Regions from separate parts of the Mus musculus genome. Here regions 1, 2, 3, 4, 5 and 7 are each linked to region 6. A link is a contact called in public HiChIP or PLAC-seq and promoter capture Hi-C data. All regions are on one chromosome and are shown on one strand. Each heading gives the region's core, a stretch centred on a gene start, on an enhancer-like site or on the middle of the called end of the contact. The rest is flanking DNA. Distances are from core to core; before and after follow the strand shown.

The links. Promoter capture Hi-C pulls out the DNA fragments that hold promoters and counts their contacts. HiChIP or PLAC-seq counts read pairs in DNA pulled down with a chosen protein or histone mark.
Region 1: a promoter capture Hi-C map of neural stem cells shows a contact between it and region 6. The contact joins the promoter of D630044L22Rik here to the promoter of Telo2 in region 6.
Region 2: a FOXA1 HiChIP or PLAC-seq map of pancreatic cancer cells shows a contact between it and region 6. The contact joins the promoter of Wfikkn1 here to the promoter of Telo2 in region 6. A contact is called at or near these places in 2 of 39 promoter capture datasets (both in liver) and 1 of 115 datasets of contacts at active chromatin or transcription factors (pancreatic cancer cells).
Region 3: a FOXA1 HiChIP or PLAC-seq map of pancreatic cancer cells shows a contact between it and region 6. The contact joins the promoter of Wdr90 here to the promoter of Telo2 in region 6. A contact is called at or near these places in 2 of 39 promoter capture datasets (embryonic stem cells and liver) and 1 of 115 datasets of contacts at active chromatin or transcription factors (pancreatic cancer cells).
Region 4: a contact with region 6 is called in an HNF4G HiChIP or PLAC-seq map of pancreatic cancer cells. The contact joins the promoter of Rab40c here to the promoter of Telo2 in region 6. A contact is called at or near these places in 1 of 484 Hi-C or Micro-C datasets (muscle stem cells), 2 of 115 datasets of contacts at active chromatin or transcription factors (astrocytes and pancreatic cancer cells) and 1 of 9 other capture datasets (liver).
Region 5: a contact with region 6 is called in a promoter capture Hi-C map of embryonic stem cells, with 2.2 times the contacts expected there. The contact joins the promoter of Rab11fip3 here to the promoter of Telo2 in region 6. A contact is called at or near these places in 2 of 39 promoter capture datasets (embryonic stem cells and liver).
Region 7: a promoter capture Hi-C map of liver shows a contact between it and region 6, with 2.2 times the contacts expected there. The contact joins the promoter of Capn15 here to the promoter of Telo2 in region 6.

The regions. Positions count from the first base shown.
Region 1 is chr17:25,950,209-25,953,111 of GRCm38.p6, forward strand. D630044L22Rik (RIKEN cDNA gene D630044L22 gene) reads left to right here and starts at 1,264. Exons shown (of 7, transcript NR_152187.1): 1 at 1,264-2,550. It overlaps A930017K11Rik (RIKEN cDNA A930017K11 gene), which reads right to left and starts at 2,357. Exons shown (of 3, transcript NM_001358019.1): 1 at 1,783-2,357.
Region 2 is chr17:25,879,369-25,882,309 of GRCm38.p6, forward strand. Wfikkn1 (WAP, FS, Ig, KU, and NTR-containing protein 1) reads right to left here and starts at 1,490. Exons shown (of 2, transcript NM_001100454.1): 1 at 496-1,490. The coding sequence starts at 675. It overlaps Rab40c (Rab40C, member RAS oncogene family), which reads right to left. Exons shown (of 7, transcript NM_139154.2): 7 at 2,746-2,941.
Region 3 is chr17:25,860,105-25,862,923 of GRCm38.p6, forward strand. Wdr90 (WD repeat domain 90) reads right to left here and starts at 1,411. Exons shown (of 41, transcript NM_001163766.1): 1 at 1,081-1,411; 2 at 803-979; 3 at 551-713; 4 at 268-438; 5 at 1-29. The coding sequence starts at 1,356.
Region 4 is chr17:25,918,388-25,921,204 of GRCm38.p6, forward strand. It overlaps Rab40c (Rab40C, member RAS oncogene family), which reads right to left and starts at 1,327. Exons shown (of 7, transcript NM_139154.2): 1 at 1,265-1,327; 2 at 978-1,162. The coding sequence starts at 1,119.
Region 5 is chr17:26,068,198-26,071,002 of GRCm38.p6, forward strand. It overlaps Rab11fip3 (RAB11 family interacting protein 3 (class II)), which reads right to left and starts at 1,321. Exons shown (of 14, transcript NM_001162868.2): 1 at 1-1,321. The coding sequence starts at 980.
Region 6 is chr17:25,114,542-25,117,241 of GRCm38.p6, forward strand. Telo2 (telomere maintenance 2) reads right to left here and starts at 1,426. Exons shown (of 21, transcript NM_001163661.1): 1 at 872-1,426; 2 at 396-744. The coding sequence starts at 730.
Region 7 is chr17:25,984,410-25,987,141 of GRCm38.p6, forward strand. It overlaps Capn15 (calpain 15), which reads right to left and starts at 1,465. Exons shown (of 12, transcript NM_001347334.1): 1 at 1,062-1,465. 1700022N22Rik (RIKEN cDNA 1700022N22 gene) reads left to right here and starts at 1,421. Exons shown (of 2, transcript NR_166913.2): 1 at 1,421-1,627.

The DNA of each region.
Region 1 (2,903 bases), core at 14-2,513, 840 kb after region 6:
CTCCATCTGGGTGGCTTCAGGCAGGTCAGTGACTGAGCCTGCAGTGACCGTGCTCAGCCAAGACCCTCTTCTCCTCACGTCCTGCACACTGGCTCAGAAACTTCTCCCTTCACTCCATCTGGGCCACCACCTGGGCTGTCCACTCTCCCAGCACTCAAGCTTGTGTATGGTGGGTGTGCACATAGGCTTTGGGTGTGTGCATACAAGCGTGCAAGATTCCCAAGGAATCCTTGTTCTACACCTAAAGGAACAGCTCCTGCATGGTTGAGCTAACCAGGCACAGGGTGTGCCACAAAGGACACGCACATCCACACCACTTCCCACTCAGGATGGATGTGCCTCTTCACGACAGTATACCTACATTACAGACTATGCCCGAAAACACATGAAGACATGACTGGTAACTCACACTTGGTCACAAACTCATCATGGATGCAGACATACATGTGCCGCATGATTTGAACAGCAGGGACGGGAGCGGAAGGCAGTTGCTGAACTCAGCTCTCTTGCATGCTGGCCATTACACTTTGCCCATGATAGATATTCACCTTTAGTCCCACCTAAGATCAGGTGGGCACCCCTTAGGTAGACAGCTAGATGGGTGGAAAGCAGTGCATGCCAGAAGGCTGGGAATCACACAGAGTTCACATGGCCAGCCTGGGCTCTAGAGATGACTGAGCAAACATACATTGAGGGAGACTCAAAGGTTGGGTGGTGGATGCTGGCTCAGGAAAGGGTCAGGGGCCCCCTGGAGGGTTGCAGATCTAGCCTGGACTTGGCATGTATACAAGCAGTCTCTTCTGCCTGCATCCCGCCCCCCCCCCCCGCCACCTCACCCCCGCCCCCCTTCTGCAAGATGTGATGACAGATAGGCATGTGTGCTCAGGCAACAGAGGCGTCTGTGCAGGGGCCATCGATCACCCAGCCCTGGGAGCCACACAGCTGTGCGGATTGGTGCTACCGCTTAAACTAACCTCCCAGCCCGGACTAGGTGGTCCTTCTGGGGCCTTGGATCCAGGGGTTGGGGCTCCTCCTGTGCCTCCCTCCAGACCAGGCACCCGAGGTGCTGACCTCTCCAAGACCCAGAGGATGCTGGGCACTGGTCCAACACAGGGCACATCCCTACACTAGCCCCCACATACACAAAGGCACACTCATCCTGCCCGGCCCCAGCCCCAACCCCAACTAATGACCTGGCATGGGTTCCCTGGCTGCGTGCCTGGTCTGGAAAACTAATAGCTGGAAGGGCCAGCCCACCTATCCGTTGACCCTCTTGAGACTCAGTGTCCTACAGGGATGAGCGCGGGAGCTGAAGAGGATAGCTGGGACCCCAACACCTTTCTTTTGCCTCCCCGCTGCGGGCGCCGCCCTGACGAGCCCTCACGGTGCTGGGATCACAAGCAGCCCTTTCTATGCATCCGTCCAGAGCCGGAGCCCCAACTTCGCGGGAAGTGCCGCCCGCTCACCTTACCGCGTCCGCCGAACCGAGCCTGCGGCGTCTGCTAAATGTGCGCCAGGCAAAGGGTCAAACTTCCTACTTGCGAACACCGCGGGGTAACCGAGGTCCAGAGCTAGAAGCGGCGGCAACTCCACGGCGCCGCCGCCTCCTCCCGCGTTCCCCGACGCCGACTCGCAGGCGCCCACCAAAGTTGGCAGAGAAGCGCGTGCGCCACGGCGCGAGCTTCCAAACGCAGCGACCTCCGACCGGGCTGGGCGCGGGAGGCGGGACACTCTCAGCCGCAGACGACTCCCACCTCTTAGCACACTGCCCTGCGCACTCACCGGACGCGCTGGGACTGCTCCTGGAGGGAGCGAGGCCGGACCCGCCACAGTGCCGCAAGAGATTGGAGTGGCGCGCAGGTGCGGGGCCGAGTGAGGGGCGCCTGGCACCGTCCCCGCCCCCGACGCCTGCAGGCTGCCGCGGGGGTGCGTAGAGGCAGCCAAGTCTCCCGGGTCCCCGCAGCGGCAAGAGGGGGCGTCAGCACGCATCAGTCAGGGCTCTGGCCCCTGACAGCCGCCTGCCCACCCAAATCAGGGCCTTGGGGCTGAACCCTAGGACAGGGAGCCTCCAGAGCGGACTAGGAGAGGCCAAAGCCCGGAGCTCAGGCGGTGGAGTCTATATCTCCTTGCCAGCTTCCACTGGGCAAGCCAGGGAGCCTATGTAGTTCTTTTACTCCAAACAGGAGGCGTCTCCCACACCCCTTGCTCTACCCGCTGATGGTCACTATGCACTGACACCCCTACCCCTGGATACATCCTGCCATTCCCAGCCCCCACTCTTCACGTCCTAAGAGGTTCCTCCCTGCTTTAGGAGATCCAGTGCCAGTGCCCACTATCGGAAGGGCCTCATCCCCACTGGTGGCTTCTCCTGGAAGGGCTATGGGGTGACAAAGGACCCAGGAGGGTTTGGAATGCCGAGCACACAGTGAATGCTGGAACTCCCTTCCCTGTAATGTCTTCATGGCCAGAACTGCTCCTGGGTTGTCAAAACTTAAAATCTGGGCTCACACTTCTAGCCAGATCCCAGGGAAATTTGCGTAATTGTAATTGGTGAGTTCCAGGGGTGCATGTGGGCATGGCTCCCTCCCTCCCTCCCTCCTGCTCTCTCTGTCTCTGTGTGTCTGTCTGTCTCTGTCCGTCTCTCTGGAGTCAGCCTGTGACTGGGGAGGATAACTTAGCCCAGAGGTGTGCTGCATGGTTTTTCAAGCATAGAAGGGTGATTGTTGCCCCAGGCTTGCCCTGTGGAGGCTGAGGTCCAAAGACTCTTGGGACCCTAAGGCTCGTCCAGGCTCACTACTGGTTCCTAGGATTTCCCCAGTTGAGATTTGTGGAAGAAGTGAAATCTCTCTAGGGATTCTGGGTTGGTACACAGGGCAGTCATAGGGTTCAGGGCAACAAGCATC
Region 2 (2,941 bases), core at 240-2,739, 760 kb after region 6:
CCCCGCTGAATCCTCAAGGCCCCTGTGCAACTCTCATTAGCATTCCTACTGAGTAGGTGGAACAGTGTGCAGGCAAATGCTCTGCCATCAGAGGGCGCACCACCTTGGGAGCTCTTTGTCCCCTTCCCAGTCTGGGATATGAGGAAAGGACTACAGACAGGCCAGGGCTGGGAAGGTGATGATGCCATTTGCAGGGGTAGGTCAGAGGCCTGGGCCCACATGACTTAAGAAAAAAAGTGGTGCTCAGGCACGTGAGAGACAGGATTGGTGAGGTTGCAGTCAGTCCGGGAATTGGAGATGTTCTTGTTCTTCAGAGGACAAAAAGGTAGGGGTATCCTTTGAGCCCCATGTACATACAGGTCATGGCCACAAATCCAGGTAAATTGAGTGTGGAGGAACCCTGGAGGAAGCAGACTCCTAGGGTTGGGGTCTACTCCCCCCACTGAGGAAAGAACTAGGGTGGGGCCCAGGATCCCATGAAATGCCAGTGCTCACCTGGTCCCCGGTACACTCACGCTCACAGGTGCTCTGGGCGTCGACCCACAGGTGGGGGCTGAGCTCGTTGGGGCACATGCCAGGATGGCTTCCGGGATCTGGCAGCAGGTTGGTCTCCGAGGTCAGATGGATGAGCACGAAGACAAAGAGCAGAGGCAGGAATGGCTGTGGGGCAGGCATGGGGACCACAGGGCCAGGGAGTGGGAGTGTGTGGCCACCAGCTGAGACTCCCTATAGGCATCCACCCTATAGGGTCCTGGGCCCAGGATCACTACCCCCTACCTCAAAGGACCCTCTCCTGGGACTCTTGGACCCCGCAAGGCTTGAGCTCACAGGTGATGCTGCTCTTCTCTGAACCCTGAATAGTTATTCTGGGGCCTCTCAGAACCTGTCCACAAAATACTGGCTGGCCCTCTCCCAACCACTGTGGGTGGCTCCCAGGCTCTGGTCAGCATAGGACTGGGAATAGAAGAAGAGGAAGGGCTGGGGAGGGGCCAGAGGCCCTGAAGCCCAGAGCAACTGACCACTAGGGTCACCAAGGGGCGGAGAAGGGCCAGCTCAATCAGGGAGGGGGATGCTGTAACCTGAGCCCCTCCCTCTACAAGCTGGAGCCCAACAGGGATCAAAGTCTCCTTAAAGACCCTCCCACCCTCTATTCAGGGAGGAGGGGCAGGGCTGGTAAATTTCGGCTTTTGTCCTCTGCTCTTCAGTGTCCTATTCAGTGAGGTTGGATAGGGACCCAGTCCAGCCCCAGCTATTAGACTAGATTTTCTCCAAAGGCAGCCAAGGGCCACACCTGTCATAACTATAGGTAAGGCACCTTTCCCACTGGCATGGAGTAAGAAACCCCTAGGGTACTTGGCATCTGTGGTACACACTTGTAACCCCAGCACTGGGTAGGCGGGACACAGGAGGATCCAGATTGAGGCCAGCCCATAGCTACATAGCAAATTCCAGGCCCGTTTGGCCACATAAGAACATACTGTCTCAAAAAGAAAAAAAAAAAAAAAGGTCTTGGCATCTCACCAGCTGAGGGCACAACTCGGCAGGATTCATCCTCCCAGATGTACCAGTTTCTCTAAAACTGGGCTCCTGGCTTCTAGCTAGGGTCTGTGCCACTCAGTTCCTTCAAATGGGCAAGGCAGGTACAAAATAAATAAAAAGGCCATCTTATCTGGGTGGAAGCAGGTGACCCATGTGCACTGGCCATAGACAGTCTCATGGCAATGACTGATACATAGTGTAAACAAGAGCAAAGAGAAGCCAGCCAGCTGGTCACACACAGGCTGAGACACATGGGGCTCTCTGGGATGGCCAAGTGCACCTATCAAAGAGCAAGCATCCTCGGTGTTGCTCAGGGAGGATCTAAGTACATTCAAGCCTTGCCCCAACCATCCACCATGAAGGCCAGCATCCATTCTTTAACTGAACTAGGGGCTTCACTACCGTGGGGGAGGGGAGGGAGATCAAAGCTGGTGGCAAGACAAAGGCCCTGCCTGGAATCTGCTTTTCCAAACCCTTTCTGTGGCTCCAGAGGTCCCCAGGGAGTGGTTTTCTCAGAGACAGGAAGGAAAAAGTCTGTGTGACCCTCTGTCTGACCTCCTGACCCAGGAGGCAGGGTAATAAGAGCCTGGTCTGGTCAGGAGATCAAGAGATGGCTACCAGGCGCCAGTGTCTGCTGCCTTACAAAAGAGCCGTCGTTGAGGCAGCTTGTGGTGTTGAGGGGGCAGGGATTGCCAGGCCACAGGCTCAGAATGCAACTAAGGAAAAATGCAGGTGACACCTGAGCCAGAGGCCACTCTAAAGTGAACTGTCCAATCCCACTCAGTGGGATTTGCCTTCCAGTGTATGAGCTAGAACCCTGGGTGAGCATGGCCTGCAGAGGCCATGACCTGCTAGATGCTTTCCTGCTAAAGGCACCAACGCCAGGTCCCACTCACAGATATCCTTCATGTTGTGGTAAGCTATGTGCCCTGGGCTATGTATGAGTAAAGGCTCTGTCTAACCTGGCCAAGATCTGACCTCCGGAAACAGTGTGGCTTGTAACCAGGCCTGGCTACTTTGTGGCTGGGAATGTGAACCCAGTGGATGGATGGCTGCAGGTCAGCAGGGTCAGCTGCGGGGAAAGTTAACAAAGCCTGGGATCATTCTGTCAGGCACAAAGCCATGCTGGAGCATGTGGCAGAACACACCGCCAGACACCCCTTACCACCCCCAACAAACCACAGTCAGATGAAGCCAGACACAAGCTCACTGCTGAAGTACATTTACTGTACAAAGAAGTAAGAACAAAGAACCAGGAATAGTGGAGTCCACAGCAGCAAGTGTAGTGTTGATGGTGTGCACGCAGGCCAATCCAGGTCCTCAAAGTCTATACCATTCTATCGCGATTCCAGAGAAAAGGTCTCTGTCAACAGCAACAGGACTGGTGGGGAAAGGTGATGCT
Region 3 (2,819 bases), core at 161-2,660, 750 kb after region 6:
TGCACGCCGGGCCTCAGTGACAGTGACAGCTACAATGAGCAGGACTGTTCTAGATCAAGGGACATTTGTCCTATCCCTTCCCACCCCAGGCAACATGCATTACCAAGTATCTGCCACTCCACCAACCAACCCACCCCAATGCTCTTCCTGGAGCTGGGAGCCCTGGTGCATGGCTCTCCTCTGAAATTGGTAAGTGGTTCTTATCTGCCAGCTAGCGGGAGGGTTCTAGCCTTCTGACTGGGATGGGGCATGAAGTGTGGGCCTCACCAGGGTCAAAGCACAGATCACTGGTGTAGAGGTTTCTGACTAGCAGGCTGGCACACAGCCTGATGCTCTTGAGATGACTATAGTGCCTGCCCAGGTAGAACATCAGGATGTCACGCAGGTCCAGCTGTAGGCAGGTCCAGCGGGCACGAGGAAGAGCTACACCTGCCAGGTCTGCAGGACACGTGCGAGGTCAGCACCTACCATTTTGTTGCAACCCCTCTCAGCCCCATCCCCTAGCTATCCTCAGGGCCACACAGAAGCACATGCCCAGTTGGGCCTGTACCATCCCGTTTTAGGCCTTCATTCAAGCCGTCCCTCTTGGACCAAATGTCACCACCTCTCCTGGGTGTCTTAGTCTCGAAGACAAAGGGGAACTGAAGCCACGTTGTGGAGGACTTGAACTCCTTAAAGAGGTTGGAGAAAGACACACGGATGACCTGGCCGTCCTATGAGGCAGAGCGAGGCCATTAGAAGGAGATTATGGCACGGTGGGAAAGCAGCAATAGACACCCAGCCCTCCTTCCAAGCTGGGCACCTCGGTGGACACGTCCAGGTGGATGACAAAGTGCTTGGTAGGCACAGGCCGGAAAAGCACATACAGGTACCGCCCAGTCAGCCCCAGAGACTGGGTGCTAGTTCTGGGGAGCTGGATGTAGTTGCTGGCAGATACAGACCCACGGATGCGATACACAGCGCTCTTCAGGACCTTGTCCTAGAAAGAGAGAGGTGCTGCAAACAGGCGCAAAACTGGAGGACAGTCACAGTGCCCACTGGGAGATTTCTCAGGAGCAGGAAGGACCCCGCGGCCAGTACCGTCACCACAGCCACATCTCCCTCTTTGCTGGACCGTTTCCACTCATCCACCCTGAAATGTCTGAATACATTGAGGAAAGGGTGCTGCCAGGCTGCAGAAGGGACGCCGCCTGAGCACCGATCTGGGGCAGCGCGCCGCGACCCTCCACCTCCGCCCGCGGGACGGGCTTCTGCACGAGGTCCAGTCACTGACGCGGCGGGGACCTCGGACCCGGGACTCCCGGGACGCGAGCCCTGACGACAGCGCGTCTCGCGCGCGCCGCTACCTCCGGCCATGGCGCTACAGCTCGCGCTTCCCGCCTCAGCTGACGCTGTCTTACGCAAAACACATAGCACGGCGCCTAGCAACAGCCTCCTGGCAACGCGCGTCACTTCCGTCGCCGCTGCAGCAACGCACAAATATCCCGCTGCTGCGTGGTCCTGGGCACCTAGCAGGCCCCTAGGTCTTGCGTGGGCTCGCCCTGCCCACTTCCACCGCTGTTGCCTCCTGCTTGGGGCTTTGCGGCCTCGCCCAGCCGGGGCCTCAGCACTGTGCAGGGAACTGTGCTAAGTAGCCGTGGTCGCTGACTCTCTCAGAGGCCTCCGGTTTTGTTTTGAGAGCTGAACCTTTTTTTCTGTATGTGAGCCAGAAAGGTCATGCTGAGACCTGTCCACATCCACGGTCCACCCAGGCTGGGCCTCATCTCTGCTTTCTAACTGTGTGGAGGTATCTGATCAGCATCCAGGGTACTCTGGGTCTCCCTGCTTCAGGAGAGTAAGGTCCCTGTGCCCACTGGGGTGCAGCTTTCAGATAACCACATCACCACAGGTTCAACATATACCCAAAGACCCTTGAGGCATTTTCCCAGTATACTACAGCAGACCTCCAGCTTGAGAGAGAAGGTCCTGCAGTCGAGGGCTAGGATTCTATTCCAGCTAAGTCCTGGTGGAGAATGGACTTTGCCTCCCAGACATGCTCTGTCTTCTCCTAAGGATTAATCCTGTTAACTAATGCACTGGGTTCCTTGCTCAACTTTTTTTTTTCCCTTTTAGACGGAATCTATGTAATCCTGGCTGTCCTAGAACTTGCTATGTAGATCAGGATAACTTTGAACTCACAGCTCCAGCCTCTGTAGTTCAGGGATTAAAGGCCTGGGCCAGCCATTCCCTTCAGAGGCCCTTCTGCAAGGTAGCTGACCTTATCTCTAAGAGCAAAGCTTTTCTTCTTCCTTCCCCCACAGCAGTTTAGAACATTTATAGCTGCCTGCCTTGGGGTTTTCCCTTTAAAGGCTAATAAATTCCCAAACTTCTATTTCAGTCTGGTTTTGTCCTTGAGCTTGTTTGTGGCCATTCTCTTTCTTGTCTCTTTCTGTCTGTCTTTTTGAGACAGAATATCTCTGTGTAGTCCTGGCTGTCCCAGAACTCACTATGTGGGAGCAGGCTGGCCTTGAACTCAGAGATCCTCCTGCCTGGCCGTTTAAAATCCATATATTAATGAAACTTAAGAACCCCAAGAGGGGACCTTGATTTCTCCAGTATCACCAAGATTTCTTCCTTTTAATTCTTTAATCGGCAGAGAAAACAAACTCTTTCCTATATCTCACTCCAGTATCACCTGGGTCTTGGGTCTGACTTTGGCCATTGTCAAGAAAAAGAGGTAGTGGATTCAGATGAGACAGCTTGAAACTACATATTTCCAAAATGAGCTGGTCAAGGACCTCATCACCCTAGTTATCGCAGCATGGTGGGGCATGTCTTTA
Region 4 (2,817 bases), core at 77-2,576, 800 kb after region 6:
TAACACTAAGCATTTCTGAAGCCAAGCCCAGCCCTTCCCACACTCCCCCATTGGAAAGGTAACCCCCCAAAGCCTTTCTGAGCAGGGCTGTCACCCTGGGACGCCCAGTTAAATACCAGTCAAGGCTGCCTGGCTGTGCAGAGGTCTTTTCACATACCCTGCAAAGTAAAACCATGACTCTTCCTTTCCTGCGCTGAAGATGCCTGCTGTGAACTGAAGCTGAGAGGTGCTTGGGGAGGACTTACAGAGAAGATCCAGCGCTACTGTTCAAAAGGAAGGGTCCTCCACTGATGTCCTGGCAGTCATCACCCTTGACAAGTCCTAACTGCTAAGAGTGGTAGATGTCTTACCTACACACTCAGCTGTTATTTACCAGACCGCCAGTACTCAGAGCAGTAAGACAGGGCTAACAAGACCCCAGAGAATGAAGTAAAAAAGCAGAGTAAAAGGGACTCGGGAAGCGACCAGGAAGGTAGAATTAGTCCAGTGATATAAGATGACAGGCCCACTGCACATTAATTCCTCCGGAGTCAGCAGCCCCTGTGATCCAATCCCACCCACTGTTAGCTACGATTTTACCTTAAATATCTAAATTAAGAGGCAAGCTCAGGCAAGTGCCAGTGATGCAATCTACCTTGTGTATTTTTTGCCATGCACCCGGAAGTTAACAAAAATCACATCGCAGCAGACCTATTTTCTCCCTGCACAGGGTGCGGTGTCTCTGAGCAAACCCCTCCGGCGGCAGTGCGGTGAGCACCGGGCCCGTCGTGCGGTATCTGCCGCGCGGCCCATTCCAGGCCCTAATGGACTCCAAAGACCTGCTGCTGTGACTTCTTAGTAGCCACCAGGACCCGCGCCCGCTTGCCGACGGCTCCTCAAGGCAGGGCCAGAGGATACCGCAGCGACACGCGCAGAGGCCGCCCGCTCCCGCGACAGGCCGCTCCCACCTCGCGCGCCCACAGCCAACCCCGGCCTACCGTTGCTGTAGGCGTACGGGGATTCAGCTGCGCCGTCCTGAAGGCTCTCCAGGATCTCGCCTTTGCCCACGTCGCTGTCGCCCACCAGCAGGAACTTGAGCAGGTAATCGTAGCTCTTCACTGGACTGCCCTGGGTGCCCATCCTCCCGCCCGCCGCACCGCGGCCCACGGCACCGCCGCCAGACCTGCGGGCGAAGGCTGGTGAGCGGCCGTGCGGTCAGGACGCTGATGCTCCCGCCCGCTGGCCACCGCCCCCAGTGCACCCGCCCCGCTGCCGCCAGCTTCACCTCAGCCTCCTAGCCGCCGCCGCCGCCGCTGCCGCCGCCGCCACCCGCCGCTTCCCGCACGGCACCGCGCAGCCCCGCAGCCCCGCCCCCGGATGCGCCGCCGCCATTGGCCACCCTCCGCCGGCCCTCTCCGGGCCATTGGCCTGGCAGCCTGGCCGTCACGGTCGCCCCGCCCCCACGTCGCCCCACACAAGGTGCCGCCCAGCCCACGGTCGCCCCGCCCTGCCCACTCGCCACTGCTACTGGCCCGCTGCCACCCTCTTTCTCACTTCTGTTGGTCTACATGCTTGTCTATCACTGAAGTCCCGTCCCCGCTATTTCGTACACAGTGTTGCTGAGGCTGGCGTTTTTCCCCGCCTCCTCGCTGTGACCATTGGCTACTTCCCACTGATTTTCCGAAATCATTGGTTGCTCTTGCATGTCCATCCCAACCCCTACTGCTTCCTGCAGGATGCCTCAGAGCCATAGTAGCCGGGCACCGACCTGCAACATCCTGGCCTCCCGCCCCCTCGTCATCACCATTGGCTACTACTGCTAAGGCATTTGTGCCATCTAACATCGATCATAACCTCCTAGGCCCACCCCTTTCCTAATTCGGGCCAATCAAGAGTCAAACATTACACAAGTCTACCCTTCCCCCCTCGTGGACAAGCGGAAGGGTAGAGATAACTCCTGCTTCAGCTGAGTCCCGGGAGGAGGGTGTTGGAAGGGGGCAGGTTATCTATCAAGCTGCGTTGGCCGGCCGCTCTCACAGAGACCCAGAAGGGAAGTAACAAAGTTCGTCGTACACTGTGGGGCTCGCCTTCCCTGAGGGCAGGGCGGGGACAGCCACTTAGTGTTCGCCCTGGAGGGGCAAGCCTCTCTCCCTTGTGGGCTGTTCCAAGGGGTGGGACTTCCTCCTGGCTGCGGAGTGGGCGGGGCCGCTACTGAGTGTTTTGGCACAAGGATGGCGGCTGAAGTCCACCTCTGAGCTGTCTCTTGTGGGGGACATCCTTCCCAAAGCGGATCCTGAGGGCTTGGACCAGCGACTGAGCAGCGTTGGCCCGGTGAACTCCAGGATGGGCAACGCATTGCATGTGCACACTCGGTCGGCCAGCTCCAAGGCTGGAGGGCCACGGACAGCGTTCTTGGTTAAGAGTGCATTCACAAGTCACATAAATAGCAAAAAATTTAAAACGTAAAACATAAGCCGGGCGTGGTGGCGCTCGCCTTTAATTCCAGCACTCGGAAGGCAGAGGCAGGCGAATTTCTGAGTTCGAAGCCAGCCTGGTCTACAGGGTGAGTTCCAGGACAGCCAGGGCTATACAGAGAAACCCTGTCTCAAAAACCCAAAACCAAACCAAACCAAACAAAAAACAAAAAAAACCGTAAACATAGATTGGGACCAACGCTCTTGCACTGTAAGCCTAACAGTATGAGTTCGATCTCCCTCCGGTGACTGACCATCTGTAATCTCCATCTAGCTCCGGCTCCTATAATAAGAAAGAAAGGAAGTAAAGATAGGAGAATTTGTCCAGCAGTTCAAGAGCTACCTGGCCTGGTGTAAGCCCATT
Region 5 (2,805 bases), core at 71-2,570, 950 kb after region 6:
TCCTTGGCCGAGAGGCACCCTGTGTCCGCCTCCTGAGGACAGCTGTGAGAGGCATCAGGCTCTTCTAGCTCCTTGGCCAACAAACACGGTGCCTCTGACTCCTGGGGCCAGCAGTGAAGGGCGTCAGGCTCTTCCAGCTCCTCCGTCAAGAGGCACGGTGCGTCGGATTCCTCCCACTTTTTGGCCAAGAGACAGGGCACGTCGGGCTCCTGGGGCCAGCAGCGAGGGGCGTCGGGTTCCTCCAGCTCTTTGGCTAAGTGGCACGGTGCGTCTGGTTCCTCCAGCTCCTTAGCCAAGTGACAGGATTCGTCGGGCTCCTGGGGCCAGCAGCGAGGGGAGTCGAGGTCCTCCAGTTCCTTGGCCAAGTGGCACGGTGCGTCTGGCCCTTGAAGCCAGCAGCGAAGGGCATCAGGTTCCTCCACCTCCTTGAGCAAGTGACAGAATGCGTCTGGTTCCTGGGGCCAGCAGCGAGGGGCGTCGGGTTCCTCTAGCTCCTTGGCCAAGTGGCACGGCACGTCGGGCTCCTGGGGCCAGCACCGAGGGATGTTGGGTTCCTCTAGCTCTTTGGCCAAGTAGCACGGTGTGTCGGGCTCCTGGGGCAGGCAGCGAGGGGCGTCGGGTTCCTCCAACTCCTTGGCCAAGTGGCACGGTGTGTCTGGCTCCTGGGGCCAGCAGCGAGGGGAGTCGGATTCCTCCAGCTCCTCTGCCAAGTGACAGGATTCATCGGGCTCCTGGGACGAGCAGCGAGGGGCATTGGGCTCTTTGGCCCAGCGACTAGGAGCGTGAGGCTCCTCTACCTCCTCGGGCCAGCAGATTGGCGCGTTGGGTCCCTCTGGCCACCGTTGAAGCTGGGCGTGTTCCTCGGGCTCTTCTGACCAGCCGCGAGGAGCGTCGGGCCCCACCAGCCCCATGACCCCACGCTGGGGCCCAGACGCTGGCTGGTCGTGGTCTGACAGGGAGGTCGGCTGGCACAGCTCCATGATCCGGCGCCGGCTAAACTAGGGATGATACGAAAGGCGCGGAAGGCAGACAAAGGCGCTCAGGGCGCGGCGGCGGGCGCGGGCATCCCCGCGGCGACGCGGGCGGGCGCGCGCGGGGCGCCCGGACTGCTGAGGCTGGCGCTCGGGCCCTGCTCCGCCCTCGCCCATCTTCGCACCGCACCTTAGCGGCTCCCGGCCCCGCAGCGCGGCTGGCGCGGGCCCATGGCAGCGGCACAGTCCGGATGATGTAAGGACCCAGTGGCGGGGAGTGGACGGTGGGAGACAGGCACCGGCCGGGCAGCGGAGGATGAAGCCAGAGCGCCTGAGCTTAGGAACCCAGTGAGGGACGCCGGCGCCGGCGCCGGCCCGCCCTCCGTCGCGCGTGACGTCAGCACGCCGTGTAACCTGATCACGCCCCCATGGATTGCTATAAAGGTGAGTTCGAAGAGGGCACAGCTTAGGGGCGACGGTGCTCTGCCCAATTCGAGTTTTCCGTACGATTTGCGCGAGTGGGATGAGTGAAGTGTTCTGTCGCAGGAAGAGGCGCCCGAGAATAGGTTTTGGAAAACTATTGCTGAACGGGAACAAAACATTCGCATATCCCAAAAGAAGCCGCTAGTCCCTTCTGTGTGACTCCTTCACAAACTGGTGGTACAAACCAGAATATTAATTGGCAGCAAGTAGGAGCGAAGGAGCGCTCGAATTGCCCCACCAGGTAAGGAATTATCCAAAGTCTCTCACACAAGGACAGGATCTAAGGGGCTCACACATTCATCCACAGGAGCGCACAGTAAAATAAAGAGGCACAGATGTTGTTTTACTTTGATATGTTGTTTGGTATCTTTTTGAAACAGGAACTTGTGCAGCCCACGCTACCTTTAACTCCTAATCCTGCCGCCATGGATTGTAGACTGGCCCAAACAACCCTGCTCTGAACATGTTTTTAAATTACATAAACAGCGCTTATCTCTTTATTGCTAACTAATGCCGTTATCATCATCAAAGGGTCGTGCTCAGAGATGCGGAGCAGTTGACTAAGCCAGTTGGAAGCAATGAGGTGCATCTAGTCAAGAACTAAATTTAGCCATTTAGCCAGGGGAAACTATGAACCAATTGTACACTCGTGGGCACCATGGACAAGTATGGTTTCATAAGCAGTTTTGGCAAAAGCTGAAAACTGAACTCCGTTTCCAGGTGTACAGCCAGCTAATCTACTGAGTCATCCCCAAGCAAAACTCCCAGCATATTATAGGAGACTTCCAGCAGCTGGGAAAAAGGAAGGTGATGTGCTCCCTCCCTAAAATGTAGTCCTATTTTCCTGTAAGAACTGAATGCTTTTGTGAGGAATATATATATTGAAAGAATAAAGTCCCCTCTATCTAATGCAAGGACTGGAAATTCCCTTTGACTGACAAACATTCTCACATGCAGTTCCAGTGAGTGCCAACCTTTCTATTTAGTGTGTCATGGTAAGTATCCACCTGTCCTTTGGTGTTCTCAGTCAAGATCAGTTTTCTGAGGAGCCAGGTGTTCCTGTTGTGTGCCAAAACTAAGAAAAATATTTATGACTTCCAGCATTTGTGTGCCCAAATAGAACCAGTGTGTAGAGAATGCACACCTCCTGGCTCAGACCAAGCAATGGGGCTGCAGATGAAAGGTTATAAGGAGTCAGGCGATGGGCTGGTGAGATGGCTCAGCACTAGCTGCTCTTCCAAAGGTCCTGAGTTCAAATCCCAGCAATCATATGGTAGCTCACAACCACCCATAATGAGATCTGACTCACTCTGAAGACAGCTACAGTGTACTTATGTATAGTGATAAATTA
Region 6 (2,700 bases), core at 176-2,675:
CTTGGGAGGCAGAGCCAGGTGGATTTCTGAGTTCGAGACCAGCCTGGTCTACAGAGTGAGTTCCAGGACAGCCAGGGCTACACAGAGAAACCTGTCTCGAAAAACAAAAACAAACAAACAAACAAACAAAAAAACCCTGAAATGTCCTGATGATCCTGAAAGTGCCACAGAATAAAGAATGGGCCCAGTAGAAGACAACAAGTGACCTTTAGGGCATCAGCTAGGGACAGTGGAGACTCTCTGAGTGCTGATCTGCAAGGAACCCTATTCTTCCTCCCAGCCTTCAACAAGAAGGAGTGAGGCCAGGCTAAGATGCAGGGTCCTTCCCCTTACAGTTTTAAGGTGTTGGGAACCTTCTCAGAACTTGGGCGCCCTGTTGCTCACTAACTGCTCACCCAGCAGTGCTCTCAATGGCTTCCATCAGCACCAGGAAGGCTTGGTCTGGAGGGCCATCCAGGAAGAAGCTCTCCCAAAGCCGCTCCAGCTGGCCACCGGGGGACAGCTCCAGCCAACCTGGGCTCAGCTTGCTGACCAGACATCTAAGGACGGCTGAGAAGTGGACAGTGGCAAACTCCTCCTTCTCCTCAGGAAGAACTGGATCCTCGGTTCCACCGAGGTATCGTTTCAGAGTCCCCAGGGTAGAAAGGATATGGCCAGCATCCTCTGAGGATGAAAGGATGTGAATGGCTTCCTGGACGGTGAGCCGGACAGCAGACAGGGCTGGGTCCATCCTGCAGAACAGGGCTGAGGGTCCGAGAAAAGCATGTTAGAGTGTCAAGAATTCTTCCCATGGCACCCACGATGTTAAGGGAGGAAACAGTTGGGCCGGTTCCAAATCTCAGGCCCCACCCCCCTACACACACGCACTTACTTCTGCGCTTCCAGGCGCTTCACTCACAATCTCACTCACGCTCTCCCGTCCTTCTTCCGGGTTTCCCGCCTGCCCGATGATCTGACAGAGCTTCAGTCCCGGACTGCACCGGTGCACTGTGGCTGTCTCCTCTGTCAAACCCACTGATAGTTGGATGAGTGAGTGGCTTGCCAGGGTGCAATAACTAAAACTCCTCCTCCGTCTGCAGCTCCAGGTTAGCACCCAGCCCCCTAAACACGAGGCCTTCGGCTCGTATGGGAACTGGCCATGCTGCAAGGCAGGACACTGCAGCCCCGACTGGACCAACCACTCCTACAGGGTTCCTCTGGCCAGCATGCTTCAGAGCCGAGGCCACATGCTCCCTCTTGCGCGCCGCTGATTCGCCACGGCACCAGGACCACGCGCCAGATTCAGTGTCAGCTGAGGGCAGCTGTGAATTCGAGTCGCAGAGCTCACGTGAAACCTGCACGGATATTTAGAATTTCTGGGGCTGATACAAACGCGTGGCTAGGGACGAATCAGCGGCGCGCCAACGCGCTGATGACCGCAGCATCTGCGCCTGCGCAAGAGGAGGAAGAGGCGTGGCCTAAGAGCCTACGGTGGGCAAGGCCTGAGGGCAGGACTCCGGTAGGCGTGTCCGCTCTATTGGTCCCCTGGTGACTGCTGTCTCTGTTTTCCTTAATTCTGGAGAGACTTTCCCCAGCACATTACCCCACTATGCTGCCTTGGGTCGGATGACTTTCCACTCTAGAGCACTAATCAACTCTCTAGGCGCCCTGAGGGAAACAGAATAAGGAAGCCAGGAACAGCGGATATGGCCAAGTTGTAATGCGGATGCGCTGATGTATTTGGTGGTACACAAGGGTGCACGTTTACTGCGAACACGCAAACTGCGTCTAAACTGCCCTAAATGAAACACCACTAGCTGAGTAAACACCCAGGGATCCTGACTGTCGTCTGAACTTAGCAGTGTGAAACATTCCATCATGGCAGAACTTTTCTTGACCATCCTGATCTGGAAGATACATTGAGGGAGCAACATTTCAGCGGAACTGGGTGTGGGTGGAAATCTGAGCAAGCTGTATTCATTCAACATCATCAAGCAAAATTACCCTTCCTGAGCAGGAAATGAGCCCACTCAAGGCTTAGCAGTTAGCAGAGCATACCAGGGGCCAGAGCGATTATCTTAGAGGTTAAATTACGTGTGGCTCTTGCCAAGGTCCCAAGTTCAGTTCCCAGCATCCATGGAAGTGTTACCGATCAGCCAGCCAGGATCTCTACACAAATAAAAACTGGGGTTAGTCAAAGAGAAGGTCTTCAAATGGTAGCTTTCTTTTTTTTTTTTTTTTCTCCATGTTTGGCCTCAGTGAGAGATGGCAGATGACTCCCCTAGTATTAGGGGACTGGAGGCATTGGGACCCTTAGCCCTAAAAGTATTCTAGCTCTTACGTAGGTCAGGAATCCTTGGCTCTTTCCTGTGGCTGGTGCAGCTTCCACTAAGCAGATTTGGTGATTGTAGGGACTCTTCAGCCCTACAGCTTTACAATTTTTGTGTAGACCTTCGCTCTTAATGACAGCCAGTGTTAAAATTCTTGGCCTAGGGTTGAGACCTCTTGGCTCTCTGGAACTCATCTGGCATCCAAGGCTATGCCATCTCTTCTCTGGTTTAGTCAATTATCCTCATTCAGTCTCAGTTTCTGCACTCCCCTGATGCCTTGGCTACTGCTTCCTCAGCTATGACAAAACTGACTGTCCTGTCCCTTTTGTAGCTTGGCCTGCCAATTGCTCAGCTGTCTCTGCCACCTCTTTTTTTTTCATGATAACAGCTT
Region 7 (2,732 bases), core at 215-2,714, 870 kb after region 6:
GCCAGCAGAGATTTTGATAACTCCATTGCAGTTAAGTTGTACAGTTTCTGAGCCTTGGATCCAGCAGGGTTCAAGTCTTCCTCCATGGAGGTCAATGACCTGTCTACCAGTCAGACAGCTCTAGACATTCTTAGATGTTAGAAAAGAAATGGGTGCATCTCTGTGGAGCAGAAGGACCTCAAAGGAAACAGAATCTACTACCCCATGGAGGCAAGCTACTGTTCAGCAAGACACAATTGCCCTAGACTGCAGAACTGTGGTCCTGAGCGCATCCCTGACAGCTAGACTCTGGAAGCAGGGAGAAACTCAAGAGGCAAGCTCCACATCTGTGACTTGCAGTTCTCCAGACTGGGAAAGGGGAAATTGCCACTGGAGGGGTAATCTCACAGTTTCTTACTGAGTAGCAGTTCTTCCTGATTTATTGCTGAACTGCAGGGTCAGCAGCAAACACTCAGGTAGGCTCTCAGGTTCTCCTGAAACTCAGGAGGTATCTATCCTGTTTTCGAGGCTAGGTGTTTCGCGGTCCTGTTTCAGTATCTGTACTCAGGGACCCTAAGAGCCAGCCTAGCAAGGACCATCTGGCCACACAACAGGGTTCCCAAATCAGACGTGGAAGGGCCCCTTTTTCAGAAAACAAAAAGAAAATCCCGCAGCTGTCAAGGGGCTGCTCTGTAACTTTCTCGGCCTGCTGACAGGCCCGCAAAAACAGAAGTGTGGGATGAGGGGGCACACAGGACGCTTTACTCTTGCTGCCGCCCCAGGCAGCTGCAGGTTTCTGCAGACAGTGCCCCCACGACCTATACCTTCGTACAGTGGGCCAACGCTTAGCCCCGGACAAGAGGGCACTCAAGGACAGGCAGGCACCGAGGGTCGCCTGCGTCTGAGGTTCCTAGGCTGGCCTCGAGTGACCCACACCTCCGGCGCGCTTCCCCCTCCCCTTCCCGCTCACCACAAGCCAGGCTACTGCTCCCAGGACAAACATGGAGCATCCCGGCTGATGCCCTGAGGCCGAGCTCTACGAGTCCTAGGCCGTCTGGCCGGCCGCCTACCGTGGAACTCACCTTAGCGAGCCGGCGGCGCCTCCTCAGCGCTCGCGATCGGTCTAGGCGGGCGCGGCCCTAGTGCCGGCCCTCAGTCGGTTGACCCACAACTTCGACCGGAGGGCACCAAGGGCCCCTTCGCGCCAGCCGCGATGCTCCGCCGGCTTAGCGCGTTTTGGCCGCGAAGATCCGTCTCGGCCCGGCAACCTTACAAACGCCTCCGTAGCTAGCGCCCGCCGTCCCGCCCGGCCTACCCGCTACGCCTTACGCTGCTTCCGTAGCGTGGCGCCCAGCCGGGGCCCGAGGCTACAGCGCGTCAGGGGCGCACGCGGCACTGGGAACCCGGAGCCGGGACTACGGCTCCCACAGGGCAGAGCGACGCGGCTCAAGGCACGCCGGGAATTGTAGTCCATGAATGGTCCTACCCTCTACTCTTTCCCTGAGATTTCGCCCTCCCAACGTGACCGGAGACGCTCAGTTCACGGATGCAGTTGGTACTCCCAAGCTAGTTTGATGTGGCGCGCTGGATCCGGGAAGAGAACGGACTACAGCTCCCAGGATCCCCTTAAGATGGGCTTTGGGCTCCGGTAGGCGTCCACGGGGTTCGAGTGTTACTGCGCCAGGGGAGATGTCGGGAGTCTGGGTCGTGATTTTGTACAAGGTCTGAACCGGTTGTCTGCTGCGTTGGGGCAGTAGGTGGTACAGTCCAACCTAGCTGCCTTGGCTGCTTTCTACCTCTTCCAGCGACTTCTGGTTTCTTTCCCAACGGTCTGAAGCAGCAACCGTGCTGGCACTGCTCCTTCCGAGGTTACTCCATCTGAGGTCTGTGTTTACTCGAGTGCTAGATAGGCACGTCACTTTTTCTAGAGAAACACTGGCATCTGAGGCAGTCCTTTGAGTTATGTTCACAAGAGCCCCCAAGCTATTTCCCATTAGAGCCCTTTGGCTCCCCCGAATTAACTTAATTCCAGCCACTTGTCCTCTGCAACTGAAAGCTAACTAAGAATCAGGCTGCTAGCCGGGCGTTGTGGCCCACGCCTTTAATCCCAGCACTCGGGAGGCAGAGGCAGGCAGATTTCTGAGTTCGAAGCCAGTCTGGTCTACAAAGTGAGTTCCAGGACAGCCAGGGCTATACAGAGAAACCCTGTCTCAAAAAACAAAACAAACCAAACCAAAAACCAACCAAAAACCAAAAACCAAAAACAAAAAACAAAAAAAAACATAGCACATAGCAAAAGGACACCCGGCACTCTGAATGTTGTGTGAGAGATTGGGTACTATTTGCCCCCGGACCCAGAAAACCTGAGTCTGGCTCAGTAGAGACTACAGATAATGTTTCTGGGAAATCATTCATGCTCCAGAAGCTAGAAAGCTAAAGACTGGCCATTGAATTCAGGATGCTGTGGGGACACCTATGCCTGAATGGGGAAGACACCAAATTTTGGCAAGAGGAGAGGAGCAGAGGCTGTCTTCCTGAGCCCCCTGACAGTGGTGAAGTCACTGCTCATTCATCAGTAGGTGATACCCATGATCAGGAGAATGGCCAAGCTGGATCCAGGACAGTATCTCTGGTCACTACGGGTCATCACTAGTGCAATGATGTATCACTGCACTAAGTAAGATGATCACACAGCAGGTAAAGCTGGATCATCCCAGGTTGGCTGAGCCCTGATCTATGCTAGTGTAGTATGG